2 separate regions of the Sus scrofa genome follow, and region 2 is linked to region 1. A link is a contact called in public HiChIP or PLAC-seq data. All regions are on one chromosome and are shown on one strand. Each heading gives the region's core, a stretch centred on a gene start, on an enhancer-like site or on the middle of the called end of the contact. The rest is flanking DNA. Distances are from core to core; before and after follow the strand shown.

Region 1 (3,177 bases), core at 266-2,765:
TGACTGACCTAGCCATCCCCAGGAGTGTCACCCCTCTGGGGGACAATAGTCACAGCAAGGACAGCAATTACAACCTGTCAGATTCCCAATGCTTCCTACGTACTATTTATTTAATTCTCACAGCAAGTCTATGAAGCAGATGCCTGTGCCAAGTCCACTTTAAAGAAAGGAGAGCCAGACGGGCTGGTTGGCAATATCTGAGTCGCTTCCTACTTGAGACCTATCTCTTTTCAGTCTAAAGCAGTGCTTTTCAAGGAGATGCCGAGTTCTGCCCACTCTATCCTCCTCCCCCTGAGTAGGGGAGTTCTCCAAGGCCTTATGGCTGCAGAGGTTCACGTTATTCATGTCGAGGAATAAAGTCTGAGGACCCTAGACTACAATCAATTCACAAAAAATGCATTTAACACCTATTCTATACCCAACACTGAGGTGTAAACACCAAGACAGTTCTTGCCTATGAAAGGAAACCTGGCACCTGTGAAGCAAAGACCAGCCTATTCGTTCAGGGAAGGGAGAGCTGAGTGTGGGATGATCCAAGGCTCTTCCTAGAAGAACTAGAGAGTGAGGTCAGCCAAGGGAAGGAGGCAGAGGGCAGGAGGAGCGGCAGGCCCCGGGCAGGCAGGCAGGAGTGGGTGTGCTGAGGGCGGCCAGGGACCATGATGACCAGAGCAGAGAGGGCAGGGGTGGCAGCAGTGGGAAATGAAGCCAGATACGGAAAGGGACATCTAAGGGAGACCCTAAAAATCAGGTAAAGGGCTTGGGACTTGAAATGGGTTTTGTTGACCCAGATACTTTCACAAGCTTGTGTCTTGCTAATGTAGAGAGAAGTTCAACCTCATTGGTCTTGACTTTCCTCCTCACAGTAATTCAGGGACCCAGCCCCGTGGCATTCCCAATACTGCTATCAACTAAGACTTCTTGTTGTCTCCTTCTAACTGGTTCTCCTCTTTCTCTTCTTCTTCTTCTTCTTCTTTTTTTTTTTTTTTTTTTTTTTTTTTTTTTTTCTTCTTCTTTTTTTTTTTTTTTTTTTTTTTTTTTTTGTCTTTTTAGGGCCGCACCCACGGAATATGGAATTTCCCAGGCTAGGGGTTGTATCAGAGCTGCAGCTGCCGGCCTAAACCACAGCCACAGCCACACCAGATCCAAGCCTCATCTGCGACCTACACCACAGCTCATGGCAATGCCGGATCCTTAAACCACTGATCGAGGCCAGGGATCGAACCCATATTCTCATGGACACTATGTCAGGCTCTTAACCCACTGAGCCACAATGGGAACGCCTAGCTGCTTCTCTTTTTAGAGTGTTGGTCATCTTACTCTTATTCCTCTGCCTAGAATTCAGTGATTTGCAACATTTAAATACGTGGGAGGCTTGTACGTGTGTGCCAGCCAAGTTCCCAGGGGAGAGAAAGTGGGTTTTTGGTGCATGGGTAGCAGACTTTGCCACATGTCCAGTGGCAAAGTCTTGTCCCCATCCAGTATTTCATCATTCAGGCACCACTTGGGGATGCCGGCTGCAAACCCACAGCATGGAGAGCAGATGTGATGCTGTGAAGGCCCAGAGCTGTCTGAGGGCAGTAGAATGCAGAAGAAGGGAGGCTGACAAAAGAGAGATGGAATTGGGAAGAGGCAGGGCTTTTAGGAAATGAGCTCAGTGAGTTTACTAAATCCAGGGGTGATTCAGGGTCTGTGACCTCAGAGACCAGAGAGGGACAGTACATATGACCAAAATGTGGATGGTCAGTGCCAGACTGAGGGAGCCAGTCTGGGGGAAGAAGGTAATGAGGCGAGAAACCAAGTGTCTTGCAAAAGCAGCAAAAGGGGATTCAAGGGAATAGAGGAGCGCTAACTCACCACAACTTTCTTGTGAGGACTGCAACCTTGGCCCCTCAGGATGATGTCCTCCTGTCCTCACATGACAAACTGAGAGGCCTCCAATTCCACTCTGAGCTTCCGCAGATGCTCAAGGGCCGTACCAGAGCCATTGGTGCGACTTCATCCTTCAGACTGGCCCAGCCCATTTTAGACACAGAGAGCACTTACACTCTTTTTGAAAAAGGTTCCAGAAAAACAGATGCTCCTTAGATCATAAAGGCTAATACTACTCCCCTCCCCAGCTGCAGATCCGAGCCTCTTCCCATGAATTCTTTTCAAAGGCAACAGTACCAGAAAGTGGCCATAGGGTAGTGCACACGGAGTCACCCACATAATAGGCCCTCACTCATGCAGATGGATGATCTTCCAGGACTCTAAATGCCCCAGAGTTTACCCCAAGACTATATGTAATAAATGGCCCCCGGAGGCAATAGGTCCCACTGTTCTCTCAGACCTCCTCCCTGTGCAAACCTCCGCCACCCCCTTCACACGCTCCCCTCTCAGAGAGGGTGTCCTTCTCCCCTGGGTTCACTGACTAATGCTTGATTCAGCTGTACTCTTTGCTTGAATGTCATTTTTCTCCTACCAGCACATCCACCCATGCTTCTCTCCCCACCTCCACCTGGGGAGATGACTCACCTGCTGTTACCTTGGCTCCAGCCCCTCCAACCCCCTCATGCCCCTAAAGTCTGGTGGGGCTGGAGTGAGGAGCAGAGGGGAAGCTTTTGTTGTGGGGGGGGGAGACTCATACCCCCTCAGAATGAGGGAGCCACAGCCAAAGCCTTAGTGGAGAAGGAGAGAGTCTGGTGTAGGATGAGTGCCTGGGGAGGGCCTGGGAGAGGAAGGGAGGGGTCCATGTTGTGTGGGGGGGTGACTGGGACAAGCCAAGACAAGGAGGATGTGGCAGCCTGACTGACCCCTGAGGATATGGGACGGGATGAGGGTCCTTCTGTGTACTCCCCCAGCCCCCTTCACAACACCCAGAACGTCCCAGTGGTCTCTGTCCCATGATGCCTTGTGTGTGTTCCCACAGTGGGTAGTGTTAAGAAGATCCATAACTAAGGGAGAACAGTCTAACACAGCCTTCTATGTTGGCATGGCCCCACAAAATTACATAAAGATGATGCAGGAGTCACAGTCACATGAGAGGTATAAAGGCCACCAGAGCTCTGGTGTGACCTGTCCAGGAGTAAACCCTCAGCCCGGGCCCAGGTATAGTTGGGGAATACTCTGGCTCTCCTGGGCAGGATGGCACAGCCTCTTCACAAAGCGGAGCCCTCGCTTTGCCACGGAGCGACTGGA
Region 2 (3,219 bases), core at 82-2,581, 160 kb after region 1:
GGTTCTGAGGTCCCCATGAGCCTGACTGTTTCCATGTCAGGCTCTCCCTGTGCAGGATCAGGTCTAGGAACAAGCTGCAGATTACCTTCCTATAACCAAGGGTTCTAAGGTTGCCAGCAATAGAAAATGACTCTGGATAATGTAGGCAAGAAAGTGAAAGTTTTGGGAGATACAGGGTCGTTCCCAGAATAGGAGAGAGAATTGAATAACCAAGCAGGAAAAGGACAGGAATCAGGGCCATCTGGGATGTGAGTAGCAGAATCACACTGACAGGCCCAGGGGGACAGATCTAAGGAGCTGGTCTCCTATCTGGTCAAGATAAAGAGAGTCTGAGAGGCCACCTGGTGTGTCCATCACAGGCAGGCAGCTTGACTGACAGTCCCACCACGATTGAGGGGAAGCTTAGTTCCCCCAAAGAAAGAGGAAATACTGGGCAGGTGAGATGTCCAGCCGGTTCCACAGTCCTCATGTGCCGCAGGGCAGTTTCCAGGTAAAAGGATGTGGCAGAGCATCATTGCACACGGTACATCTTGGCTTCCCCCAAGTCCCCTGCCCTGCAGTCTCCTAGCTTGGACCTCAAATTGTAAGCAGAGGAAGCGGATAACGTGGATTCCATAATATACCTTTCCCCAAAGCCACCAGCCAAGTTATGCTCATGTACATGAGTTTCCCAGGACACCCCCAGTTTGGATTAACCTAAACTGAAGGTGAGGGAAATTTTCCCTGAGCAATTACTGGGATGTCACCGCTGTCTCTACCTGGTCAGGCCGTTGGGGAGGTTTTCTGTGCCTCCTGGAGGCTGTGATAGGGGCTCATGGGGGTAGAAGAGGCCTAGGGTTCTGAATCTGGGCCCACTCCCAAGGTGATCAGGAGCAGGAGGCAGAGGCGGAGACCACAGGACACAGGATGATGGACTGTCCAGTGGGCCAACATCAGCTTAAGGCTAGAATTCTTAAGAATCTGGTTAACCTCACTCATTCATCTGCTAAAATGGGAACCCCTGGTGTGCAGAGTTTCTAGTCTGTTTTGTTAATTGCTCAGCAGGCACCACCTAGAGCAGCACCTGGCCCATTTGGGGGGCAGGAAGTATTTGTAGCTCGAATGGGTAACACTGTGTCGCCTTCTTTGCAAAACTAGTCTGGGATCCTCTCCCCCAGTGTCCGGGCCTGCCTGTGGAGAAGATCTAGAAAAGTCATCGGAGACGGTGGAGCGACGGGGCCAGAGACGGTGGAGCGACGGGGCCAGGCGGATGGCCGGCTGCTCTGAAGGCTCAGCCGGGATGAGTCAGGAGCTCCGCCTTTGGCGCTGAGCTGAAGAGGCCATGACGCGAGCTGGTGGCCCCTCTGGGCAGTGACTCGCGCCAGAAACACACAAACAGACGCACATGAGCCCTGGGCTGAAGCGAGCCTGCCGGAAGGAGAGCACGAGGGTTATTATGTAAGAGCCGGAGGCGGGGGTCTAAGCCCCGCTGCACGGGGCACCACTCCTGGGCGCTTTTCTTCCGGCAGCTCCAGAGGGCAAGATGAAAAGGACGGAGAAAGCTTCTTTCGCTGAGCTTGGGAGACCAACTCATTTAGCTCAGCACCCGCCTTCCACCACCGGCCCCACCCCGCGCCGCACCGAAAGGAAGCCCCCGCTCCACCTGCCGGCTGTCGGGGGCCCTAAACCTCCTGGGTCTCCTTGGAGACGCCCTTTGCAGGGGCTGATCCCATCCTTCGGTTTGCCAAGCCCGCTATCACTCATCCCCCCTGGTGTTTGGGGTCTGCTTGATGGTTCAAACTCCAGCCCCCTCTCTCTGCTTCCTCCCTGGTTTCTGTGCTCAGGGAAGTGGTCGGCTCTCCAGGACCGGGACAGCTGCGGTCCAAGCTGTCCCCCCAGCAGCCCAGAAAGCTCCCCTTCTGCTTGGCTCCAGGCAGCTCCTCTGGGCCAGCCAAGAAGGCTCACTGCACCCCAAACTCGCTCCTGAGCACATTCCCCCCCAGTGTGCTCTCTTTGGCCCCCTCCAGCTGTACACCAGGGAGCAGTAAGGAGAAGCATCAAGAGCAGACCTCTGGAGCCAGCCACTGGAGTCATCCCCGGCAGGGAGCCGCCAGCAGCTTCCTGAGGGGGGGAGGGTACAGCTTGCACTGTCCTCATCTGTAAATTGGGCAGAGTTACAGTACCCACCACAAAGGCAAAGGCCAGGGCTGTGGTGAGGACTCACTGGGTTAGTAGAGCTCCTGGCAACAGCAACTGCTTGATAAATATTTATGGTTAATTATCACCCCTGTCCTAATCCTGCCTACCCTCCAGGGCCTAACAGGACGTGCCAGAGGGTCTTTTTCTTCATATTCCTGCAGTGTCTGAATCACACAAGATAACGCTTAGTATCAGTAGGTTTTTGTGACTCACTATGGTTAGGGTTACTCATCCAATGTGGTTCTTGCTGCCCCTCACAGGGATGGTGCGTGCCCAGCTCAATGTAGGGCCTCTCGTGTTTGCTGGTTACATTCAACACCCACCCATAGTCTCTGTGAATTCAGACATCATGTATGTATGTGTGTGTGTATGTGGATGGGGGTAGAGCCTGATTTTGATTTCCTATAAACTGATTTTAAAACTCTCCTTTAGGTTTTTCTCCTTTTTTTGGTCTGCACTCACAGCATGCAGAAGTTCCCTGGCAGAGGATCAAACTCGTGCCACAGCACAATGCTGATCCTTAACCCCTGGCCCCACAAGGGAACTCCTAGTTTTTTCATATTTAAGTTCAAACAACCAAGGAATATTTTTCACGAATCTGTGATGTGTTAGGTACCATGGAGACAAAAAGCTTCATCAACCCATCTGCCCAGTTCGAGCCACAAACTTTGAGTCATTTATGCCTCCCTCCCCCCAGTCGAGGGCCATTGCTGCATTCTGTGGCTTTCGCCTTATCTTTCTCCTCCTGCGCTTTCTCAGGGCATTGCCTTAATCTGGGCCCCTCTCTTTCTTGCCTGGTTTTCTGCAAACCTCCTTGAGGTCTCTCTGCCTCCAGGCTCTCCTCCTAAAACCCTAGAGGTATCTTACCCGAATACAAATTAGATCCTGTCCCCTACAAGAGTCAAAAATCTCAGGGTTTCCTGTTGTCTACAGAGCACAAGGTCAAATTCCATGCCAGGTCCTTATCAATGTGGTTTACAACCTTCACAGTTTCAGCTCCCAGCTCCTTTGCCACACACACTCCAGGCACCTGACACCCCT

What was found. HiChIP or PLAC-seq counts read pairs in DNA pulled down with a chosen protein or histone mark.
Region 2: an H3K27ac HiChIP or PLAC-seq map of alveolar macrophages shows a contact between it and region 1. The contact joins two enhancer-like sites. A contact is called at or near these places in 2 of 2 datasets of contacts at active chromatin or transcription factors (alveolar macrophages and skeletal muscle).

What each region holds. Positions count from the first base shown.
Region 1 is chr15:55,312,571-55,315,747 of Sscrofa11.1, forward strand. No RefSeq gene overlaps it. Among named protein-coding and RNA genes, the nearest start is that of DUSP4, 180 kb to the right of the region's middle. Within about 2 kb of position 1,516, at least 5 of the 83 cell types and tissues checked have an H3K27ac peak or open chromatin away from gene starts, as enhancers often do. A contact at or near this core is called in alveolar macrophages, where this site is marked.
Region 2 is chr15:55,470,395-55,473,613 of Sscrofa11.1, forward strand. No RefSeq gene overlaps it. Among named protein-coding and RNA genes, the nearest start is that of DUSP4, 19 kb to the right of the region's middle. Within about 2 kb of position 1,332, at least 55 of the 83 cell types and tissues checked have an H3K27ac peak or open chromatin away from gene starts, as enhancers often do. A contact at or near this core is called in alveolar macrophages, where this site is marked.